Linked DNA regions of Mus musculus: all the other regions are linked to region 2. A link is a contact called in public promoter capture Hi-C data. All regions are on one chromosome and are shown on one strand. The core of a region is the stretch at or near the end of the contact, and the rest is flanking DNA. Distances in the headings are between cores, read along the strand shown.

Evidence for each region. Promoter capture Hi-C pulls out the DNA fragments that hold promoters and counts their contacts.
Region 1: a promoter capture Hi-C map of liver shows a contact between it and region 2, with 4 times the contacts expected there. The contact joins the promoter of Dnal4 here to the promoter of A730060N03Rik in region 2. A contact is called at or near these places in 2 of 39 promoter capture datasets (both in liver).
Region 3: a promoter capture Hi-C map of liver shows a contact between it and region 2, with 3 times the contacts expected there. The contact joins the promoter of Kdelr3 here to the promoter of A730060N03Rik in region 2. A contact is called at or near these places in 2 of 39 promoter capture datasets (both in liver).

Annotation. Positions count from the first base shown.
Region 1 is chr15:79,771,749-79,775,866 of GRCm38.p6, reverse strand. Dnal4 (dynein, axonemal, light chain 4) reads left to right here and starts at 1,400. Exons shown (of 4, transcript NM_017470.2): 1 at 1,400-1,508. Gm30977 (a long non-coding RNA gene) reads right to left here and starts at 1,339. Exons shown (of 4, transcript XR_875488.3): 1 at 1,081-1,339.
Region 2 is chr15:78,116,420-78,120,367 of GRCm38.p6, reverse strand. It overlaps A730060N03Rik (a long non-coding RNA gene), which reads right to left and starts at 1,573. Exons shown (of 2, transcript XR_875456.2): 1 at 1-1,573. Cacng2 (calcium channel, voltage-dependent, gamma subunit 2) reads left to right here and starts at 1,088. Exons shown (of 4, transcript NM_007583.2): 1 at 1,088-1,687. The coding sequence starts at 1,477.
Region 3 is chr15:79,514,534-79,518,560 of GRCm38.p6, reverse strand. Kdelr3 (KDEL (Lys-Asp-Glu-Leu) endoplasmic reticulum protein retention receptor 3) reads right to left here and starts at 2,153. Exons shown (of 5, transcript NM_134090.2): 1 at 1,921-2,153. The coding sequence starts at 2,011.

The DNA of each region.
Region 1 (4,118 bases), core at 151-2,650, 1.7 Mb before region 2:
GTGGGCGGGAGAATGAATGGGAGGCGAGAAAGAGAGGATGGCAAACAAGGACCCCTTTGGGGGAGTCGTTTGTGTAAGTGACAGAAGTGAGAGCGTCATCCCCCTCAAAGGCTGCCCTTCATCTCCTGGAGAAAGTTGGAAAAGAGGATTAAGGAAATTTGAAGGCTGAGTAAGATTCGCCACAGACAGTCAGAACTTTCCAGGGAGGCTAGCTAGGAACTGTCGTGTGCTGAGCTGAATTCCTGCTGCCAAGTCTCAAACCAAGCCCAATGTGTGTGTTCTGGGTCTGTACACTCAAGCTAGGTTAATCCACTGTCCCAGATCAGACCTTGTTACCACTCTCCCCAAAGCTCTCCAGCAACCAATGACTCTATCTCACCTCACACCAGGGGCCACTTGTGTTTCAAACCTCTCTTTCTTCTGCCCTGCTTCTTTCTTTGTCTTCCCCTCTACTTGACCTACTATGTTGACCCTGCACTCCTACTACGTTGACCCTGCACCCAGGCCTCTTGGAGCTACCGCTGTCCCGCTCCCATTAGCATTCTGGTCATCTTGGGCTCTTCCCGCCTCGTTGTCCCACTTAAAAAGAGCCAGTACCCTGCCAGTCTCTGCTATAGAAGCACGCGGAAACGATTCCATTTCTTCTCATGGCTCTATACCTTCTGAACTGTGCCTTCCGCAGAATCACCAGCTAGTGGGGCTTCATTAATGATTGCATGATACGCATAGAATAAATGTTTAGATTATGGGGCATTCCACTGATCCATTCTTCTTCTTCACCTTCCCCTCAGCAAGAGGCTCTAACACTCTTTGGTCATTTCTTTCCAAGAATCAGAAGCAGGTTCCAGACAACTGCATCTGATGGTACAGGTGTCTCCCAGCCCCTGGGACAAAGCAACCCTGGAGGGTTTGCACAAGGGAAAGATCTGGATTCCTTCTCTGAGGTTATGCCTTGATTCTTTCCTTCAGTCTCTCTAGTTCTACACATTGGCCCAGACGGGATCACGGATGCTGTTAACAGTAAGCACTGTGTTGCGAATCAATGAGACAGTCACTCACTGTAAAGGACTAAAACACTACCTAAGTTCTGGTGGTTATCAGGCTCCTGCGGTCGTCGTAAAATAGCAGATCAGCGTCACGACACCAACAAACTGCATTTGTCATTTTCGATGTCGAAAACTCCCAGGGCAATACAGCTTTAAGAAGTTTGTTCCTCTACAAAGACTACTTCTGCCTGTCCGCAGCTGCTCCGGCAGGCTTAAGACGACTATGAGCGAAGCCCCACCTCCTCGGTCTTTAAGCCACGCCCCTCGCGTAAGCTCCGGCCTCCTAGGCCCCTTCGGAATTAATTGGCACTTCTCTACACCAATAATAAGTGATATTGCTGTCAACGTCCGGTGACGGGACGGGACTTCCGTGATGGTTGCTAAGACACTCTGGCTCGCTCCTTGACAACCCTGGCGGGGGTGCGCTGGCTGTGGCCTCGGCTCCGGCCCCCGCGGGAGCAGGTGAGGGCGCGGAGTGCGGAGGGCAGCGCGGCGGGGAGGGCTGGCCCTGAGGGAGGGCGGGAGGATGCGCGGGGCGGACAAGGCCTGGCCCAACGCTAGGCCCCACCTAGGTCCCCAGCCCGCGGTTCCCGGCCCAGGACCTCCCCTTGTCCCACGTAGGAGACCACGGAGCTTGGCAGTGACATTGCGCACCAGCACCACTTTGCAGGCCGCTCCTCCTCACTCATCTTGGGTCCTGTTTAGCTCCATGCCCTCGCATCCTCCCTGTTTTGACTCCCACTGCACTTTGTCCCCGCACCACCTCGCTGCTGACTGGTGGTCTAAATCGCCTCGTCCCAGATCACTTGGTTTGGAGATTTGGCGATACTCTGGGATTCTAGGCTGACTATTGCCCGACGGGGGGCACTCAGTCTTCCCATCTATAAAGTCGAAATTGGGTTGAATGGTCGCAAAGGCCTTTTGGACTCTGACGTCCTAGCATGATGTTGTGGGACTTAACTGTCAACGCCCCTTAGGATGTGTGTTCTCCTAACCTTTTATGTAATGCAAAGAATTTGGCAAACTTAAGTTGGATTCCCATTGGTAAGAACTACCTAAGATCTCTCTGGGCACCAGTCAGTGCATCTATAAAGCCAATAGTCTGAAGTTCATCTCCTTTGGCAAATGAAGTACAAAGGGTCCAGTCCAGTGTAGACGGTACTTGCTCACTTGTCTTTTTTCTGTGTGTATGTGCGTTCCTGTGTGTGCAGTTACATGTGGAGGCTGGAAGTCAACATTCGGTGTCTTTCACAATCACTCTCCACCTTATTGTCTGAGACAGGGTCTCCCTCTTTGATGCCAGGAGCTCACCACTGGGCTTCATGGCTAATGAGCTTCCAAGGATCCATCCTCTCAGCTGCCTCTCCAATGCTGGGCTCACAGGCATGGCCGCCTCACCCAGCCCTTTACACGGGTGCTGGGATAGAAAACTCTGGTCTTCATACTTTTGTAGCAAGCACTTTATAAACTGACCTCCACCCCCTAATTTCTTCTTTTTGTCTGTTATGACCTCACACTTTCCCTCCTGGGAAGAGCCCAGTGCTTTCCTGCGCAGTATCCCACTCAGTAGCCACTGTCTGCAGATGAACCTCAGGCCTGCTGTCTGGCTCTGCTCTTCCCCTGTGGCTAGGAATTCTTGGGGTACAGGAGTGAGGAAACTGAAAGAGGTTGGTACAGTGATACGAGGATTCATAGCTTCCCTTTTCCAACCATCCATGACTCTGCCATCTTTTCCTCCTGACTAAATGTCTCCATTTGCATTTTGCCAGCTGCTAGCATCAAGCTGGCCTGCCTATCTGTTCTACCTGGTTTCTTCCATGCTCTGGTAGGCTCATCCCTCTGAGAAAGTTATCAAGTTACCTTGATTCTCTCTCCGTGGGGTATCACACCCTCCCCATTCCTGAGACCATTCTGGCCTCTTAGGCCTGTTTTCTGGGCTGATCGCTGTAGCTTCCTGGCTGCCATCCCTGTCAATCCAACTCCCCAACCTCTGTGCTGCCAGCCACCCTGAAAGCTCCAAGAAGCCAGGCAAGGTCGTGATGCTTGCAACCCAAGGGCTTGGCTGTGTCAGCAGTATCACAAGTTCAAGGTCATCAGGAGCTCAGTGGTTCAGTGAGTTCAAAGCCACCCTGTGTTATGTGAGAGCAAAAACAGAATCCAAGGTTGTTTTTTTTTTAAATTTTTTTATTAAGTATTTTCTTCATTTACATTTCCAATGCTATCCCAAAAGTCCCCCATACCCTCCCCCGCCACTCCCCTACCCACCCACTCCCACTTCTTGGTCCTGGCGTTCCCCAGTACTGAAGCAAATAAAGTTTGCAAGACCAATGGGCCTCTCTTTCCAATGATGGCCGACTAGGCCATCTTCTGATACATATGCAGCTAGAGACACGAGCTCTGGGGGTACTGGTTAGTTCATATTGTTGTTCCACCTATAGGATTGCAGACCCCTTTAGCTCCTTGGGTACTTTCTCTAGCTCCTCCATTGGGGATCCCATGATCCATCCAATAGCTGACTGTGAGCATCCAGTAGAATCCAAGTTTTTATGCCTGGGTTTTAGGGCTCTCTACACTTCCACAACCCACCCCCAGCTTTTTTTCCCCCCTCCTTTCTCAATTGTGTTCTTTCTCCCAGTCCTGGGAAGCCTTGAACTTTCTCTTGGGTCCACTGCATTGCTTCTCAGTCCGGAGTCTCCTCCTATGCCCATATGACAGGGCCTTTCTGCCACAAACCACAACTCCTGGGTCAGTTTTCATCTACGTTGCCTCTTGCTTAGTTATAGTGGAGTTGTCAAAAGCGTGGTCTTGAAATCGTGTACACTTGGTGTGGGGCTGTGGCCCTCCGTGTCTCAGCTGGATGGAAAGTCACTTTGCTAGGCTCAGGCCGTGTGCTCCTCAGTGGTAACTGACACAGGGAGAAGAGATTGTGTCTGTCTGACAGGTTTTGGGGGGTGATGAATTTTTGAGAGCCTGTGTGTAGAATCCTTCTCCTGGGCTCTGGCTGAAGATCAGTGTTAAGTAAATACATGTTTCTAAAAATTGTGTGTGTGTTTACATGTTCTATGTGTAGGA
Region 2 (3,948 bases), core at 324-2,823:
GACTGTGATGGGAGGACTGTATTTGAAGCTCTGGGCACGTAGAGATGGAATGAGAAGGAGGCTGAACTGGAAGAAACACCAAGGGGGGAGGGAAGAGGAGAGAGAGAGAGAGAGAGAGAGAGAGAGAGAGAGAGAGAGAGAGAGATCGCCAGCTACGCCTTCCTCCCAGCTCCAGGAGGCCCCGGCCAGCGCTCATTCCGGAACTGTGGAACAGGAGTCCGGGAGGCCAGGCAGCCCTGCGCTTGGCCCTGGCCTGGCCCGTCCGCGGACGACAGAGGCCCCGTGGCCAGGGCCCCACTCCTGGCCGGCTACAGAGCGCAGGGAGCGCACAGAGTGGGGGAGTTGTCCAGTTCAGCACCACGGCGACGCAGTAGGTGGGCGCTCCTGCTCCGAGAGCTGTCCAGTCCAGCACCGCGGCGATGCTGTAGGTGAGAGCGCCCGGTCGTGGGGAGCTGTCCACTTCAGCACTACGGCGATGCAGTAAGTGGACGAGCCCGGCCGGGGTGAGCTGTCCGTTTCAGCACCACGGCGATGCTGTAGCTGGGAGCGCCTGGCCCGGGGCTGCGCGGCCGTGAGCGGGGGAGGCGGGCGGGCCTGCCTGCTGCAAGACGCCGGCTAGCGCGCCCCATCGCTCGCTCGCTCGCTGGCTTCCGAGGAGCTTTGCGGATCGGGGGAGGGAACCCCGCCTCGATTCTCCGGGAGAAACCCCCTCCCTCCCCCACTTCGCCGACACTACCCCCGCCGCCAACAACAATAACCGCGGCTGCTCGTCCTGCCGCCACCGCGCCCGCCAACCCTGCTGCCGCTGCCGCTGCCGCCGCCGCCGCCGTTACCGCCGCCGGGGCACAACCATGGGAGGCGAGACCCCCTCACCGGTGCAGCTGAGCTCGAGGGCTTGCAGAAGACTGGGCAGTCTCCTCTGAAACGGAGGCGCCTCGAGGACCCCCTCCCTCCCCAAGGAAGAGAACTGGCGAAGCCACGGATTTTCATGGCGCAGGCCGCAGAGCCGCGAACGAAGACCGAAGGTTGCTTCCCAGCTCTTCCAGTCTCTAACTGTCTAGGTCCGGACCATGAGAGATGGTGTTGAGAATTCGGCTGTACCCTGGCGCGCTGTGGAAGCCATCTCCAAATTAGCGATCACATATGGAAACTGGAGACCAGAATTTTAGGAAAAGAGATTAAGGCATCTCACTTGGGGGGGTGGGGGGGTGTCTTTTTATTTATTTTCCCTTTTTTTAAAAAAATCGCTGCAACTGGAACAGTTTTTTGATCTCAAAAGGCAAGCCTCTCTTCCCGTGTGATCTTTATAATTTACACACTTTTCCGTGAGCTTTCTTATCTCCCTTTTTTTATATCTCTCCATATTCTCTATTCACACATATATCCATTATATTAGTAGTGGAATTACCAATCGCACCCTCACACACACGCTCCTGAGAACCAGAAGTCGGTTGGGTGTTTATATAATGAAGAATTATGGGGCTGTTTGATCGAGGTGTTCAAATGCTTTTAACCACCGTTGGTGCTTTCGCTGCCTTCAGCTTGATGACCATCGCTGTGGGAACCGACTATTGGCTGTACTCCAGAGGGGTTTGCAAGACCAAAAGTGTCAGTGAGAATGAAACCAGCAAGAAGAACGAGGAAGTTATGACCCATTCCGGATTATGGAGAACCTGCTGCCTCGAAGGTATTTGATTTCCAACCTCCTCCCCCTTCCCACGCCGCCCCTCCCCTCCACACCCCCCCCCCCGCCTCCAAATAAGTCCCCTCCACATTCCACCATTTTCCCACTTCACTCCCTCCGCCGCTGCCGCTGCAGATCAAGGTTGACTGGGTTAGTTTCAGAGGAAAGAAAATCAATAAGCAGAACCCACACTCTCTACTCTTTGGCTTCCACCCCGTCCTCCCAAACCTCCTCATTGGAATGATCTATGGTATGGTGAAAACAGGAAATTGTCTGTAGAGTTCAGATGTGCTCTGGATGCTTTGGAGTCCTTAGGGTTTGCCTTTGGGTCTGGCTTTGCCACCTATGAGGAGGGAAAAATAATTGCTTCCCTGTGTGCTGCTCAGCCTTTTGCAATGAAGGATTCAGAAAAAAATGCTCTTCCTCTTCTCTCGCTCCTCAAAAGTTACAGGCCCAGCACCATCTGCAAGTCTCCCTTTAAAAAAAGAAATCTGTTGTTTCTAAGAATCCTTATTTGGTAGATTCTAATTATTCTAGGAGCTCAAGCCGAGTTCAAGAGCATTTCGTAATGTCTACGAGCCCCGCGTACCATTCGAGGTGGCTGGCTGTGTGTATGTGTGTGTTTTTAACGTTTACGAAGTCTAAAATGCATGTGTCTCTCACAGGAAACAAGCCCAAGTTCTAATCAACAGCGGTCACTTGCGGGTTAGACCGAGCGCTGATTTGCTTCCACGCAGAGTGACATGTCTGTCACCCAGAAGCAAGTCGAGTCAGCACTGTGCAGGCAGGAGGCGAGGGCATGGAGAGGTTGAGGGGTGGAATGGGAAAAAATGGGGTGGGGGTGTCAGCTGTTGGTCTTGATCTTGCAGAGTCATTGGGGCATGTGCGCCGCATGTGCTGTGGGCTGAGGGGCTCCCACAATGTAAAGGCCAGGACACTAGGACATGAGGAAGGCATGTGCTTTTGGGATACATTAATAAACACAAGAGGGGGGAACTCTGCAGGTCATACAAGCTGCATTTAGCCACAGACTTTAATATGAAGGAGTGAATTTGCATAGCTATATCTGTCTGTGTGCAAAAGCCACCTATAGGAAGACAGACAGAGAGACACATATGCCCCTGTATGGAAAGAGGCTTGTATGTGTTCCACTGATGTGAACCAAGCCTGGAGGCCCTTTGAGGTGGCATCGGGAAGTGAGCACTGCAGAACTGTTTGTTAAGCTCAACATGGGATGGTGCTGCAGGGAGTTGGGGCCAGCAGATGGGGGAGAGGGCAAAACTGATGTGATCCTGGGGGGTTGGGGGGTGTCTAACCTATACTAAGCCAAACACTGGTCTGGGAAAAGAGCTCCCATCACATGCCCCCTCCCGGTGTTCTTGGTGCAAACGGTTGAGTGATGGCTGAACATGTTTTGAATAGCTAAGTGACTTCATTGAGCGATGGTCTGTTTGACGCATACTGCATTTGATACCCTTTCTCAGTCCAAGCGCTGCCTTTAACATTCTGCAGAGGTGCTCTCTGCTGAACACTCCGTGCTCCTCCTCAGCCAGAGAGTCAATATCAGGAAATTAATAGGGACCGTTTTACACACACGCATTCTGCCTCTCTTAAAAAATGAAAAGCCTTTCATAGCGCCAGTCATTTTCAGTGAAAAGGCAGCTTCCATGTAATTAAACATTTATGGCAAGCTTTGATGCCGAAAGAGAAAGAAAGCAAAGGGAATGAGGGTTGCTTTGGGGACATGATCCTGGCAGCTGTTTGCATTCCTTGGATTTTGGTTAGAGGGATAAAAGATCTGCAGCCAAGAAAAATTAGAGAAAAATCTGTGTTTTTATTTTAGGGCAAATGTAGTCAGATATCAGTGACTTGGTATAAATATGCTTTCTAAATCGGGGATTTTTTTGTGTGTGTGACGGATCCTTAGTGTTGTGATCTTCTAAACATCTTGTAATTCGCAGTAGACACGACTGCGATGGCACTGGGTCACTTGTGCATCAAAAGGCTTAAGTATTTTCATTAGACGCCCATCTGTTCCAAGTCCGAAGCTACCCACCTCCTCTAACTTTCTCTCCGAGCTTTACTCTCTTCTGCCTCGATCAACTATAACGTGTTAGAATTGCAGCCGCCGCCCCCCCTCCCCCGCCTCCTAGGGTTGTGTGATGCTCACAGGAGCTGTGGGTTTGGCACTGTCCCCAGCGGCCACCCTGGGTGCCCAACCCAGGCACTTGCCTCCAGGCTGTGAGGGGAGGGCTAGATTAATA
Region 3 (4,027 bases), core at 904-3,403, 1.4 Mb before region 2:
ACTCTCTCTGTAGACCAGGCTGGCCTTGAACTCAAGAAGATCCACCTCCCTTTGCCTCCCAAGTGCTGGGATTAATGGAGCGTGCTACCACTACCCAGTCAGAGTGACATTTTTAATGATGGAGGAGACTCCTAAGGTCTCTCCCACTCTGAAGAACACTGGGCCCAGATACCGGCTGCAGGCGAGTGTGGGCCTCACATTCCTCACTAGTAGTCCTGTTTCCCCTCCCCCCCATCCCCCGCACATGTGATTGGAGCCATGTGACCAAGACCTAGGACCTGAGTAGAGCCTAGCAGGGAGACAGACGAGGCCATAAAGGAACTCCTATAGGGGGTGACACAGATGGGGAGGCGACCTAGACCAGGTGGGGCTGGCTGTGTTGCCCCTTCACCAAGCCCTTGCCAAAGAGGCACCTGCCCTATTAGGACAGTCTAGGCAGCAGCTTCATGGGGGATACCTGGCCACTATATCCTCCAGTCCTCTTAACCTTGTAGGCTCAGGGTTCTACCCATAGTGGCTCCACACATAAACACATAAACACTATCCCTACCAGAAGCCCAGGAGAAGAGAGACACCGTGAGTGAGTCCCTCTGACTGATAGGGAAACAGAAGCCCCAGGCTACACAACTCAGCAGGACAGTGGGACAGTGGCCAGTGTGTCTCTGGCATTTGGGGCTGGCACCAGCTGCCATTTTTCTTTCGCCTACAGCAACGCATACTGATTTGCTCCTCCTGTCGCTTTCTGCTGGTCTCTCAGTAGGTCAGCTCCCTAAGGCAGGGCATTGGGGTATCAGGGCACAGTGTCCCTCACAGGATGAGGGAGGAGGTAACAAGCACTCCCCCAATCCTACCCCGGACCTCTAAAGCAAAGTCACAGGCCCAGCAAGCAGAAGGGCCGTGAGAGACGATCTCTCAGGCAACTGACTACTACAAACCCCCGGTAACGTCTAATTCAGTCCAGAGCCACTGGATCCAAAATGTGTCTGATCCATACTCAACCAAGTCCCTCTCCTGATCAGCCTCCCAGGTGACATCTCAAAATGCTCTCAACCTCCATTTCCGGAGTCTCAAGAGACCTGCTGAGCCTCTGCCTCTGCTCCTACTTCTTCGATGGTTTCCTTCATCCTGGATCCCGAATGTGACCGGAAAAAGCCTTTCACCATTAGTCCATCCTACCTTCTGGATTCCTCTTCCTCCTGTGTCCTTCCCAGGACATGCCCTATGCCCTGTGGCTTCTACGTATTTGCACGGGTGTTCTCAACACCGTACCCTGTACCTTGAGCACATACCCTGCCCATCCTCTCTGTCCACGTAGCCCTCAGCTGCTCTCTGCCTCCCCAGCTCTGGTAGAGTCTGAGCTCACACTCAATTGCATGCCTGGGACAGGCAGGGAACGCTAGGAACGGAGATGGCTGAAAGACAATGGGCAGCTTCTTATTAACCCGGGGACTGAAATCATCAACCCAGCCTCCAGATATTTCCCATCCCAGCAAGGCCGCTAGACCTGTAGACAAATCGCGAGCCCCTCCAACGCCTTCCACTCAGAGCCAGCTCCACATCCCTGGGCCAGGCTGATATCACCAGCTGGCAGGAAAAGGCTCTCTCTGGGGAAATAAAAGGCAGGAGAGAATGAAGACTCGACGACTAAGGCGACTTCAAATATGGTCTCCTCCCAGGGGAAGGTCCCCCTCCACTCCTCGCCCAGCAGCCGTGATACTGCCAGCTGCCCAGTTAAGGATAGGGCGAGAAGCGTGAGGTAGGGCTCTTCATGGAGACAGAAGCCACGCTCCCTCATAATCTCCCGGATCCTCTGATGTCGAAAAACTTCGCTGAAGTTTTTGGAAGCGCGCGCGCCCGGCTTCCCTCTGAGCCTAAGTCCTCACCATGGTCCGGTCCCGCCCCGCCCCGGGCGCCGCTCACCGGCGCAGCTCTTGGACCTCCAGATCTTCACCAGGAGCAAGATCATAGCCAGGAGGTGGCTCAGGTCCCCGAGGATTCGGAACACGTTCATGGTCCCGCCCGCCGCTCCCGCGCCGTGTCGCGCAGAACTTCCCAGGGAACTTTCTGTTGCGCGGGGCGCTGCCACGTCCCCGTCCCTGCTCCTCGCGGTGCCCCAGGCCGGTGCCGCGCCTCCTTGCTGGCGCGCTCCCGCCGCGCGCACCCTTGGCCGCGCGGTGACGTGGCGGGGCGGCCAGGCGCGGGACAGGAGCCAGGAAGCAGCGCTTCTCACGTCCCCACGCCGACAGGCGGGGCAGCTTACACAGCCGCTGCTGGCCCAAGCCGAGCCCCTCCCTCTCTGGTCCTGCGTAGGCACCAAGTGTTCCTCTCATCCCCAGAAACCACAGTCAGGGCCTGGCACTCACTTCAAGTCCTGACTTTCATAGCTCTGTTGGGCCCTGGGTGGTGGAAGCAGGCTTTCAGCCGCGGAAGACCTCCCAGGTTGGAACTCCCGGGAAGTGGTGCTGAAAGGAGCCATCACCTGTTAAACTCTGAGATAACCTGAGCTAGCTCTGAGATAACCTTGTTGATGGTTTCCGGTGGGGAGAGAGGCTGACTCTGAGTCCCCTTTCTGGGCTTCAGTATTGACTACAAGGGAGATGCTAATGGTGTAAAAGAGGCTGAGTGTGTTGGGGATGCCCACCGCCTTCATTTCTGCCCCCCTCTTCTTCATGTGGGAAGACACTGGAAAGAACTTCACTGACCAGGAAAAACTCCAAGCACGGCATAGAGGCAGGCAGGATAGAGTAGGAAGAATCTTAGGTGGGCTGGAGGCCTCCATTGCTATGTGAAGCATCCTCTCTGGGCACAGGTCTATTAATCTATAGCTATGGAACCGATAAACCAAGGGCCTTTCTGCCTTCTCCTTGATCCCAGCCCCCCTCCCTCCTGTAGCTGGTTTCTTCCTAAAGAAATGGCTTCGTCTGGCTCCCTCTGTGTGCAGGAGAGGCTTCGGCAGGATGAAGATCTGTTGCTTACGGTGTTCGCCAACTCTTTCCTGGCCTCCATTGCTTTACCATTACTCCCCGCACAAAGCAGTTCTGGGAGGCTTTGCATGTGACCAGTAGCACTGCCTGGGGGGTGCAGCATGGGGGACCCTGGGCAGCTTGCTGTGAATCTACACACACACACACACACACACACACACACACACACACACCTTTCCTGGGGAGATGAAACACACTTGTCTGCTCACCCCAGATAGGGAGCCCACGACAGCCTAAAGTACAGATAGTACCAATATCCAGCTTCATGAATTAATGAGTTTTGCTGGAGTTACTTAGAGGAATATGGGTGAAGGGTTGCTTACAGGAGCAGGAATGACTCAGAGACAGCTGCATCACCAAAGCCCACCCAGCATGGGTGACAGCTCACCAAGCTGGGAACCTGGAGCTCTTCCCACTGCCTGCAGGCAGCTCAGCAGGTTGGAGAATATCCTTCCCAGGTGCCTCAGTTGGTCTAAATCTCTCGAAGGCTGCTCTTCTTGTTCTGAGTCTTCTTACTCCCTGCTTACTCTGGCAGGGAGGAGCCTAGGGAATCTGCTCAGTTTCAGGGAGTTCCTGAGACTATTCTTGTTGTTGTTTACCTCCCTGCTTAAGGAGCTACCCAGCAGGATAGAATGTTTTAATCTCAGAGGAAGCTTATATAAAACACACAGAGACAAATGCACACTCACACAGACATACGTACACATGGACACACAGACACACACAGACAGACACAGACAGATGCACACACAGACACACTCAGATACTCATACACACATACAGATGCACACACACAAAACACGGGCACGGTATAGGCTTGAGGGACACCATCTCAACAATGTGCCCAAGTAGGGAGGGCACTGCCATTCTCACACCACACACAGAATCCAGGGCCCAGAGAGGTGCTATCATTTCTGATGATCACACAGGACATCGTGTCAGCCTAGAGCCCAAGGCCCAGCTCCATAGGGTTGGAATTCTCAGCCCAGAGAGGTGGATGACCAGGTGTCAGCAAAAATTTACACCAGACAAGGAGCGTTCCT